Regions from separate parts of the Sus scrofa genome. Here all the other regions are linked to region 1. A link is a contact called in public HiChIP or PLAC-seq data. All regions are on one chromosome and are shown on one strand. Each heading gives the region's core, a stretch centred on a gene start, on an enhancer-like site or on the middle of the called end of the contact. The rest is flanking DNA. Distances are from core to core; before and after follow the strand shown. Region 1 has its middle 7.3 kb from the start of PAQR8. Region 2 has its middle 16 kb from the start of TMEM14A. Region 3 overlaps LOC110261540 (a long non-coding RNA gene).

Region 1 (3,001 bases), core at 285-2,784:
CCTTCATTTCTGCTTCACCACAACAGGATCTCAATAATATTTTATAACATTTTCTTATAAATGTTAAGAGAATTCGTGGTGCCGATATCATATTCAGGAAATAGACATTTTAGAGTTCCCGTTGTGGTGCAGCAGAAAAGAATCCGACTAGGAACCATGAGGTTGCGGGTTCGATCCCTGGCTTTGCTCAGTGGGTTAAGGATGTGGCATTGCTGAGAGCTGTGGTATAGGTCGCAGACTCGGATTTGGCGTTGCTGTGGGTGTGGTGTAGGCCGGCAGCTATAGCTTCAATTTGACCCCTAGACTGGGAACCTCCATATGCTGCTAGTGTGGCCTAAAAAGCAAAAAAAAAAAAAAGACATTTTAATTCCAATCTCATTATAATCTAAATCTAATTAAAACTCTTTATAAAGCCATTGGGGTAGATGTTATGAAGATTTCCAAAAATGTAACCAAAAATATTAAATTTCTTTTCGGTTTTCAAAGATTGCATTACAATCAGTTATAAGGTAGAAAAAAAATTATATTCCTGAATTGTGATCCTTCTGTATGTTTTTTTTTTTTTTTTTGGTCTTTTTAGGGCTGCAATCATGACATATGGAGGTTCCCAGGCTAGGGGTCGAATTGGAGTTACAGCTGCCAGCCTCCACCACAGCCACAGCAATGCAGAATTCAAGCCATGTCTGCCACCTACCCCACAGCTCACAACAACGACGGATCCTCAACCCCCTCAACCCACTGATCGAGGCCAGGGATCGAACATGCATCCTCATGGATGCTAGTCAGAATCACTTCCTCTGAGCCGCAACGGGACTTCATTCTTAAGTTCAGAGATTGCTAGTACTTTAGTGTGCATAGTTTGCTTTTTCAAAGTACCATTCAGCTACTGGCCATTTTATCATTATCAACTCTCTCTCTCTCTCTCTCTTTTTTTTTTTCTGAGAGGTAGAGAGACAGAAAATTATCTCCCACTCACCCTTATTTTGAGGAAAATGTCTTGGGCAAGGCCACACAGCTGGTTGAGTAGAGCAGATAGGAACAGCCAGACTTCCTGACTTGCAAACCATTATTTCTTTTTTCCTCAACCTTGCAGAACAGAAGGAAATTGATACCATAGGCCTGGGCCTCACAAACTATTTGTTCAGGAAATCATTGTATTTGGCATATGATTTTATATGCCAACTACCATTGTAGACCTGGGAACTTGCACACCGCATGGTCCCTGCCCTTAAAGGAGCTGAGCGAATCACTAAGGACCAGGCCCCCTGAGAGAGGAGTATGATGGGGAGGCAAGGCCAGGGTAGGTGGGAACTGGGGCGCCCTCATCCAGCCAGGGGTTGGGAAAGCCTGCCAGTCAGAGCTGGCTCTGGGGCCAACGTTGATGAGCGGGTTCCTGGTGCTGTCACCGTGTGCAGGAGCATCCATGGGAGATAGGGAGGGTTGCACTTGTGAACAAGTCCCACTGTGATGATCCAGACCAGCCCAGTGGCCTGGGCGTGGGCTCTGAGAGAGAAGGCAGGAAGAGGAAAGAGGAAGGAGGCCAGAGACCTACAGAACAAGGGCCCTTTGGGTTGAGAGTTTGTGTTGTAGGCAGCAGTGAGCTCCTGAGGAAGGAGTGATCCATCTCCCCTTTCATTTGTTTATTCATTTATTTTGCTTTTTAGGACCGCACCCGCAGCATATGGAGGTTCCCAGGCTAGGGGTCTAATCAGAGCTGTAGTCGCCGGCCTACACCACAGCCACAGCAACGCGGGATCTGAGCTGCGTCTGCGACCTACTCCATAGCACATGGCAACGCCGGGTCCTTAACCCATTGAACGAGGCCAGGGATCGAACCCACAACCTCATGGTTCCTAGTTGGATTCATTTCCACTGCACCAGGACTCCTCCATCTCCTCTTTTAAACCATCACCCTGAAGTGGCTTGGAGAACAGACTGAGGGTTTGGGGATGCGAGGTGGAAGAACCATCCCTTGAGAAAGAAAGGCCAGTTGTGGGACTGCTGTTTTCCTCTTCAACACAAGTTCGTTCTGAAGGCCTCAATCGAGGGAGGGCAGCAGAAATGGGAAGGGCTCCCAGAAACACTGAGGTGAAATCAGCAGGCCCCTGTGACTGATTTGACGTAGGGAAGGGTCACTTGTGGGCTGAAGGAGGAGTCTGGAGACGTTGAGTTTGAAGGGCCCGAGGCATGTTCAACTGGACAAATCCAGAGGTGCTGGATATTTGAATCCAAACTCAGGAAGAGTGAGGCTGTGGGTGTGTACTTGCAAATCATCTGATACAGATGCTGGCAGGTTCCAGATGTAGAAAAAGGTGGCAGTTGGTGGAACCCTGGGGGCAGATGCCACAGGTGACAAGGTGAGGGGACAGCCAGGAGCACAGAGGAGGGGAGGGTCACATGAGCCACAAGAGGAGGCATTGGTCAGCAGCATGAATCCCCTGAGCCCAGGTGACACAGGATTGAACAAACTAAAACTCCAGGAATGAAAAACCACTTCCATCTTCCTTCTGCCTTTTTTTTTTTTTTTTTTTTTTTTTTAGGGCCACATGTGTGGCACATGGAAGTTCCCAGGCTAGGGGTCGAATTGGAGTTGCAGCTGCCAGCCTACACCACAGCCACAGCAATGCAGGATCTGAGCCACATCTGCGACCTACACCACAGCTCGCAGCAGTGCCAGATCCTTAACCCACTGAGCGGGGCCAGGGATCAAACCTGCATCCTCATGGATACTAGTCATGTTCATTTCCATTGAGCCACAGCAGGAACTCCCCATCTTCCTTCTGCAGTGTCAAACCTAAACTTATCTCACCCACGCCAAGGCACCCACTCCACTTGCTTCCTCATTCTAGTGACCCCTCTGCTCGTGGGCCCACAGAGCCCACACCATCCTGGGTCCTATTCTCCCCTTTCCTTGTCTGAGTCCTGTCCTCAAGGCCTAGCAGGCCCAGGTCCCCATGGCCACCCCAGCTGCCTGGAGCTGCTCTGTGGGGAGGCCTGTTTG
Region 2 (3,001 bases), core at 227-2,726, 300 kb after region 1:
CTGGGCACCACAAGTGCAAGAGTGAGCAAGACCAGGGGCAGATCCTGAAGGTGACAGTCTAACGGCCCACTGTGTGTCAGTCTGAGGTCACCTCATTGGATCATAAAAGCAGGGACCAGTGGCTAGAGCTCTACCAGTCTCCATCTCTCATCTCTCCTCCCTTCACACAGTGGCAAATGAAACCATTGGCAGCTCTGACATTTTATATCTTAGAGCTACAGCAACTGGAGAAACTGCTTGACCTCAAATCCAAGGATACAGGACAAGGATCTGGAGCCTACTTCTTTTTTTTTTTTTTTTTTTGCCTTTTTTTGCTTTTTAGGGCCGCACCTGTGGCATATGGGAGTTTCCAGGCTAAGAGTCAAATCAGAGCTGCAGCTGCTGGCCACAGCCATAGCCACAGCCATGTGGGATCCAAGCCACATCAGTGACCTACACTGCAGCTCACATCAATGCCAGATCCTTAACCTACTGAGCAAGGCCAGAGATCGAAGCCCCATCCTCGTGATTACTAGCCGGGTATGTAACCCACTGAGCCACAACGGGAGCTCCTGGAGCCTACTTCTTAGGGTCCCATCACTTGTGAAGAGGGGGAGGAATGGGGCTCTGGAGGAACATTGAAATTCCTCTGGGAGCTCCTAGGATGGAGAGAAAAGAGGCACAGTTCCTGGTGTTTCTTTTCCAGGGAGGTCAGGGGGAGGATGGGGACCCTCTACAGAGATGGAGAGAGGGATGGGTGGGGTGGATTGAGGTGACATACTAGGTCAGCTGAGGACAGAGGACTGAGAGGCAGGGCCACATGCTTCCAGGCAAGTGTGTTAAGAATCAGTAGGCAGAACTGGTTTATATCTCGGCCTTGCTCTCTATTTGCTAAGAAGTTACTTAACCTTGAAGGTCTCTTCTCCATCTGGGAACTAGGAATGATCACACTAATCCCATAATACTAAAGTGAACATTCAGTGGGACAATAGTATCAAAAGGCTTATCAAGTGACAGGCAGAGAGTAAGCATCCAACAACTGGCAGCTATTTTATGATTTAGGACGAAGGCTTCCCTTTGTAGGGATAATTATGTCCCAAGGTGATTACTTCTTTTTATTCATGATTATGCTGTCCCAGCTGATTGTGTTTTGTGAACATGATGTTGAGTCAACCTTTTTTGGGGGTGGGGGCAGGTGCCACACCTGCGGCATACGTAGGTTCCCAGGCTAGGGGTCGAATCAGAGCTACAGCGGCAGGCCTGCATCACAGCCACAGCACCATGGGACCTGAGCTGTGCCTGTGACCTACACCACAACTCACAGCAAAGTCAGATCCTTAACCCACTGAGTGAGGCCAGAGATGGAAATTGTGTCTTCATGGATTCTAGTCATATTCGTTTCCGCTGAGCCACGGAAACTCCAGGATGAGTCAGCTTTGATGATGTTTTCTGTAAAGACTCCAAGTCAGTGTGGGATCTTGTGATCCACCCTGGGCATGGAGGAAGTAAGTTCTTACATTTTTGCCCAGTGAATATCTTGAAGGTGGTCTCTGCCATTTAGAGCCTTTTCTGGTGATTAATTAAGTAGTATTGTCATCATATTCTATAGGTTTCAGGTGAGTCACTGAGGCCAGGCCAGCCCAGACCTAAGGGAGGGGAATTATACCCGACCCCACCCATGAGGAGAAAGGCCAAAGAACCTGCCATCTTTAATCAACATGTGCCACAAGTAAATGATTTAGAAGAACTGGGAAAGAGTCCAGTCACCCTATGGAAGTGAGGGTGAGGGAGAGAGTTGGAGGGGAAGGAGGAGAAGTTCCTAAAGTCTACACAAGAGGAAATCTGGCTCTTAGCTCACATCAGCCCAGTCAAATGCTGGAAGAGCAAGCTGAGAAATGCCAGGATCTCAGCGTGGCCTTGGGTACCTGAGAACCTGGGAAACTTTTGCCTGCATCTTGCAAACTCAGGATGACTCAAAAGCATAGAGGAGGAGTTCCCGTCGTGGCACAGTGGTTAACGAATCCAACTAGGAACCATGAGGTTGCGGGTTCGGTCCCTGCCCTTGCTCAGTGGGTTAACGATTCGGCGTTGCCGTGAGCTGTGGTGTAGGTCGCAGACACAGCTCGGATCCCGAGTTGCTGTGGCTCTGGCGGAGGCTGGCGGCTACAGCTCCGATTCGACCCCTAGCCTGGGAACCTCCATATGCCGCGGGAGCGGCCCAAGAAATAGCAAAAAAAAAAAAAAAAAAAAAAAAAAAAAAAAAAAAGCATAGAGGAGAAGTGTCTAGGTGTCCAGGCAGAGGGGCAGTCGATGGCCTCAGGGTTCTCCGCATTCCAGGAAGGCACAGAAGAACCCGGAGTCTTCAATGCACAGTTCCAAATTCAAAAGGCAGATGAGGAGCTCCATTGTGGCTCAGTGGGTTAAGAACCTGACATAGTGTCTGTGAGGATGCAGGTTTGATTCCTGGCCTTGCTCGGTGGGTTAAGGATCTGGTGTTGGCATAAGCTGTGGCACAAGTCGAAGACATGGCTCGGATCCCAAGTCGTTGTGTCTGTGGTGTAGGCTGGCAGCTGCAGCTCTGATTTGACCCCTAGCCTGAGAACTCCCATATGCTGCAGGTGTGGCCATAAAAATAAAACTTAATTTTTTTAGCAACATGGATGGACCTAGAAATTATCATGCTAAGTGAAGTCAGTCAGACAACGAGACGCCAACATCAAATGCTATCACTTTGTGGGATCTGAAAAAAGGACACAATGAACTTCTTTGCAGAACAGATATTGACTCACAGACTTTGAAAAACTTACGGTTTCCAAAGGAGGCAAGTTGGGGGATGGGGGGATGCGCTGGGGGGTTGGGATGGACACGCTATAAATTGGGTTGTGATGATCATTGTACAACTATAAATGTAACAAATTTGTTGAGTAATTTAAAAAATGCAGATGAAATTCAAATGAACGTGCAGTAGTTTTCTGCAAGACTGCCCCCGCACCCCCCGCCCCCGCCCCGCCCCCGGCAACTA
Region 3 (3,001 bases), core at 357-2,856, 270 kb after region 1:
TACTCAGCCATAAAAAAAGAACAGAAAATCACACAGAAAATCTGATACCCACAACACATGGATGGGCCTCAATATTGTTACACTGAATGGAAGATACAAATAGATACACACCAATTCCATTTATATGAACTTCTAACAAAGGCAAAACCCATCTACATCAGAAGAAATCAGGAGAGTGGTTGTCTATGGAGGGGTAGGGTGGGCAGGGGTTGACAGAGATAGGGCCTGAGGGGTATGTGGGGGTGTGTGGAAGTATTCTGTAGCATGATGGGGTGTGGGTTACACAGATGTACATGACTGCTAAAACTCAGAACTGTGTGCTGAAGATCTGTCGTTTCACTGCAAATGAACTATACTTCAATAAAAATTGGAAAATGTAAAAGAAACATAATAAATCTTTTTGTTAATGTAAATTTTAGGCATATAAAACACCAGAAAGTATACTTTTATGAGTACTTCATCATATCTGAGTAATGATTTGCTAACTTCTATACTGGCAATAAATTGCTTTCAGACATGTTTCAACTGATCCCCACACGCTCATGAGCCAAGAATGACTGTGTCTTGACTTTGTAAAAAAGGCTTTCCCCCCCTTGTCAGGTCCGAGGGTTTGTGAAGTGGTAGAATTTTCTAGCCTTCTCAAGGGTTTCAATGACACATATAGAAAAAATATGGTCATTTTCAAATATCAACAGAGCTTCATTTTTAAGGTTTTCTTTTAAACAAGTCAATATTGCCTTTGGGAGGAAACAACCAAGATTGATTGATTGATTGATTTGAAAATAAGCTCAATATTTTTTCTGTTTAACCAACTGAAGAACTACAGTGGTAATTTATGCCATACTTTCTCTCCAATCATGTTTTGGAAGATCAATTAATGGAAGGAACGAGGTGGATGGGGTTAAGACGCTGTTTTTACCAATTGTTTTTTGGCCACGCCCATGGCATTTGGAGTTTCCCTGGCCAGGGACTGAACCCATGCCACAGCAGTGTCCCAAGCTGCTGCTGTGGTGACAACACTGGGTCCTTAACCGGCTGAGCCACAAGAGAACTCCCATCAATTATTTGCAATGTGATCTTGAATAAATTTCTTAATCTTTCTGATGCACAGTCTCCCCATCAATAGGCATAAGAATACGTACCTTAAAGTGCCATCATGAACATTAAATACTGAGAAAATGCCTTGACATCGGCCAGGAGCTCAGTAAATATTAGCACCTTCCCTGAACTTCTTAGCAGAGGACAAGAGAGAAGAACAACCTTCCTCCATATTTCAGAGATAGTTAGTTTGAAATCTGGACCTTTGGGGAATTTATAAAGACCAGGTGGAACAGTTTTACAGGTGGGGTGGCTATGGGTGGATCAGGGTAGATAGAGGTGGGAGGGCTGGACGATCCTTACCTTTTATCTCCCTAGAACATCAGAACGTTTTACAGCAGTAATGATGAAAATAGTCTTTGCCATTTCTGTTCGTCTCCATGAAAGAGGACTTGGAAAGCCATTTCTTGCTGTTTTTTGTTTTTTTACCGCTCACTGGGAACCGCTGATCTGGGACTAAGCTGCTGTGTGGGAGGCCAGCTTCCCCATGAGCTGGTGGTGGGGACACGTCAGCAGAGGCTGCTGAGTTGACTCCCAGACCCTGAGCGATGCTCCCAGTGTGTGGCAGGGAGGGCAGGCATATAGAGGTCTCTCTGCCCTTCCTTCTGTTTTGTTTAAAGACAGCTCCATTTCTGCCTTTGTCACCCTCTGCAGAGCCACCAGATTTCACTCCAAAGCCCAGCTGGATCTCTGTAATAAATTACCTGGGAAAAGAAAAAAGAATAAGGCAACACATTTTGAAATCTTTCTTCCTGGTGCATTTAGGGTTACCTATTCCAAAGGGGCTGGACTGCACTAAGGTGTGAGCTGGGGGGGCAGGGGTCGTTTGCAGGATAATGAAAAAATTCAGTTGGTTCATTTAAGTCATTTATAGATTTTTCATATTAAAGGTGAAATATTTCCAAAGGAAAAAATCAAGCCAGTTCAGGGTGTTACAAAATAGCCCAGGACATTTGTACCACATATACAAATAAGCCTGTGGTTGACTAAATTTTTACAACAATTAATGTTGGTATCACTCATTTTATAAACAAGGAAACAGCGGCTCAAAGAGACTGTTGTGTTTGCTTGGTGTCGTATACATGGTAAGGAATAAAACAAGGCCTTAAACTCTGGCCTCCTGGTTCCAAATCTTTTCCCATTAGATAGTCCATGAATACCAGATGCCAGTTTGAATTCTTTAGAGAGTAGTATTAGTTGAGCGGCCAGCGGAAAACAAGCCCTAATGTGATCCTGGGGATCCAGAGTGGGAGGCGAAAGGTGGAGATGTAGGAAGCAGACATGAGACGCACAGAAAAGGCTTCAGAGTAAAGAAGATACAAGTGGAGCTTCTGATGGACTCTCTTGAAATGGAGCCCCCTTAATCTATTTCCTTTCTGAAGATTACATCTCTTTTCCAGACTGGGAACAACCAATGCAGAGCAAAGAACAAAGAAAAACAGAAACACATCTCATTTCCAGAGTGTGACAACAGTGTCATCAAAATGAGGAAGAAATTCATAAATGTACACACAATTTTTTAGATTAAAATCGCTGGGTACCACTAAGTACAAAACTTGTTCAATTTTTTTTTTTGGGGGGGGGGAAGCTCAATGCACTTTTGTTAGCAATGTTGACCACTGAAATGATTTCCTTAGCACACAATTTTCCAGCAAACCTCCCACATGAGTGCAAACTTCCTGTTCCTCTTCTCAGGCCCCTCATTACAGGCAGCAGGAGAAATAATATTCAGCAGAAAATTAACTTGGCAGGGTGTGTGCTTAAAGGCATCGACTTTCAAGGAAAGGAAGTTTTTGCTTGGTTTGGTTTTGTTTCATGAAGTATTGCTTTTTACTTGCGGTGTGTCTTTTTCAGTTACAGATGATTTTCTGAAGATAGAGACTTTTGGTTTAGCACAATTCTC

The links. HiChIP or PLAC-seq counts read pairs in DNA pulled down with a chosen protein or histone mark.
Region 2: an H3K27ac HiChIP or PLAC-seq map of alveolar macrophages shows a contact between it and region 1. The contact joins two enhancer-like sites. A contact is called at or near these places in 1 of 5 promoter capture datasets (fetal skeletal muscle), 3 of 47 Hi-C or Micro-C datasets (alveolar macrophages, liver and skeletal muscle) and 1 of 2 datasets of contacts at active chromatin or transcription factors (alveolar macrophages).
Region 3: a contact with region 1 is called in an H3K27ac HiChIP or PLAC-seq map of alveolar macrophages. The contact joins two enhancer-like sites. A contact is called at or near these places in 12 of 47 Hi-C or Micro-C datasets (embryonic fibroblasts, fetal liver, heart right ventricle and 7 more) and 1 of 2 datasets of contacts at active chromatin or transcription factors (alveolar macrophages).

What each region holds. Positions count from the first base shown.
Region 1 is chr7:46,219,702-46,222,702 of Sscrofa11.1, forward strand. No RefSeq gene overlaps it. Among named protein-coding and RNA genes, the nearest start is that of PAQR8, 7.3 kb to the right of the region's middle. Within about 2 kb of position 1,535, at least 5 of the 83 cell types and tissues checked have an H3K27ac peak or open chromatin away from gene starts, as enhancers often do. A contact at or near this core is called in alveolar macrophages, where this site is marked.
Region 2 is chr7:46,524,520-46,527,520 of Sscrofa11.1, forward strand. No RefSeq gene overlaps it. Among named protein-coding and RNA genes, the nearest start is that of TMEM14A, 16 kb to the left of the region's middle. Within about 2 kb of position 1,477, at least 7 of the 83 cell types and tissues checked have an H3K27ac peak or open chromatin away from gene starts, as enhancers often do. A contact at or near this core is called in alveolar macrophages, where this site is marked.
Region 3 is chr7:46,485,700-46,488,700 of Sscrofa11.1, forward strand. LOC110261540 (a long non-coding RNA gene) reads right to left here. Exons shown (of 3, transcript XR_002345759.1): 2 at 1,402-1,802. Among named protein-coding and RNA genes, the nearest start is that of TMEM14A, 23 kb to the right of the region's middle. Within about 2 kb of position 1,607, at least 4 of the 83 cell types and tissues checked have an H3K27ac peak or open chromatin away from gene starts, as enhancers often do. A contact at or near this core is called in alveolar macrophages, where this site is marked.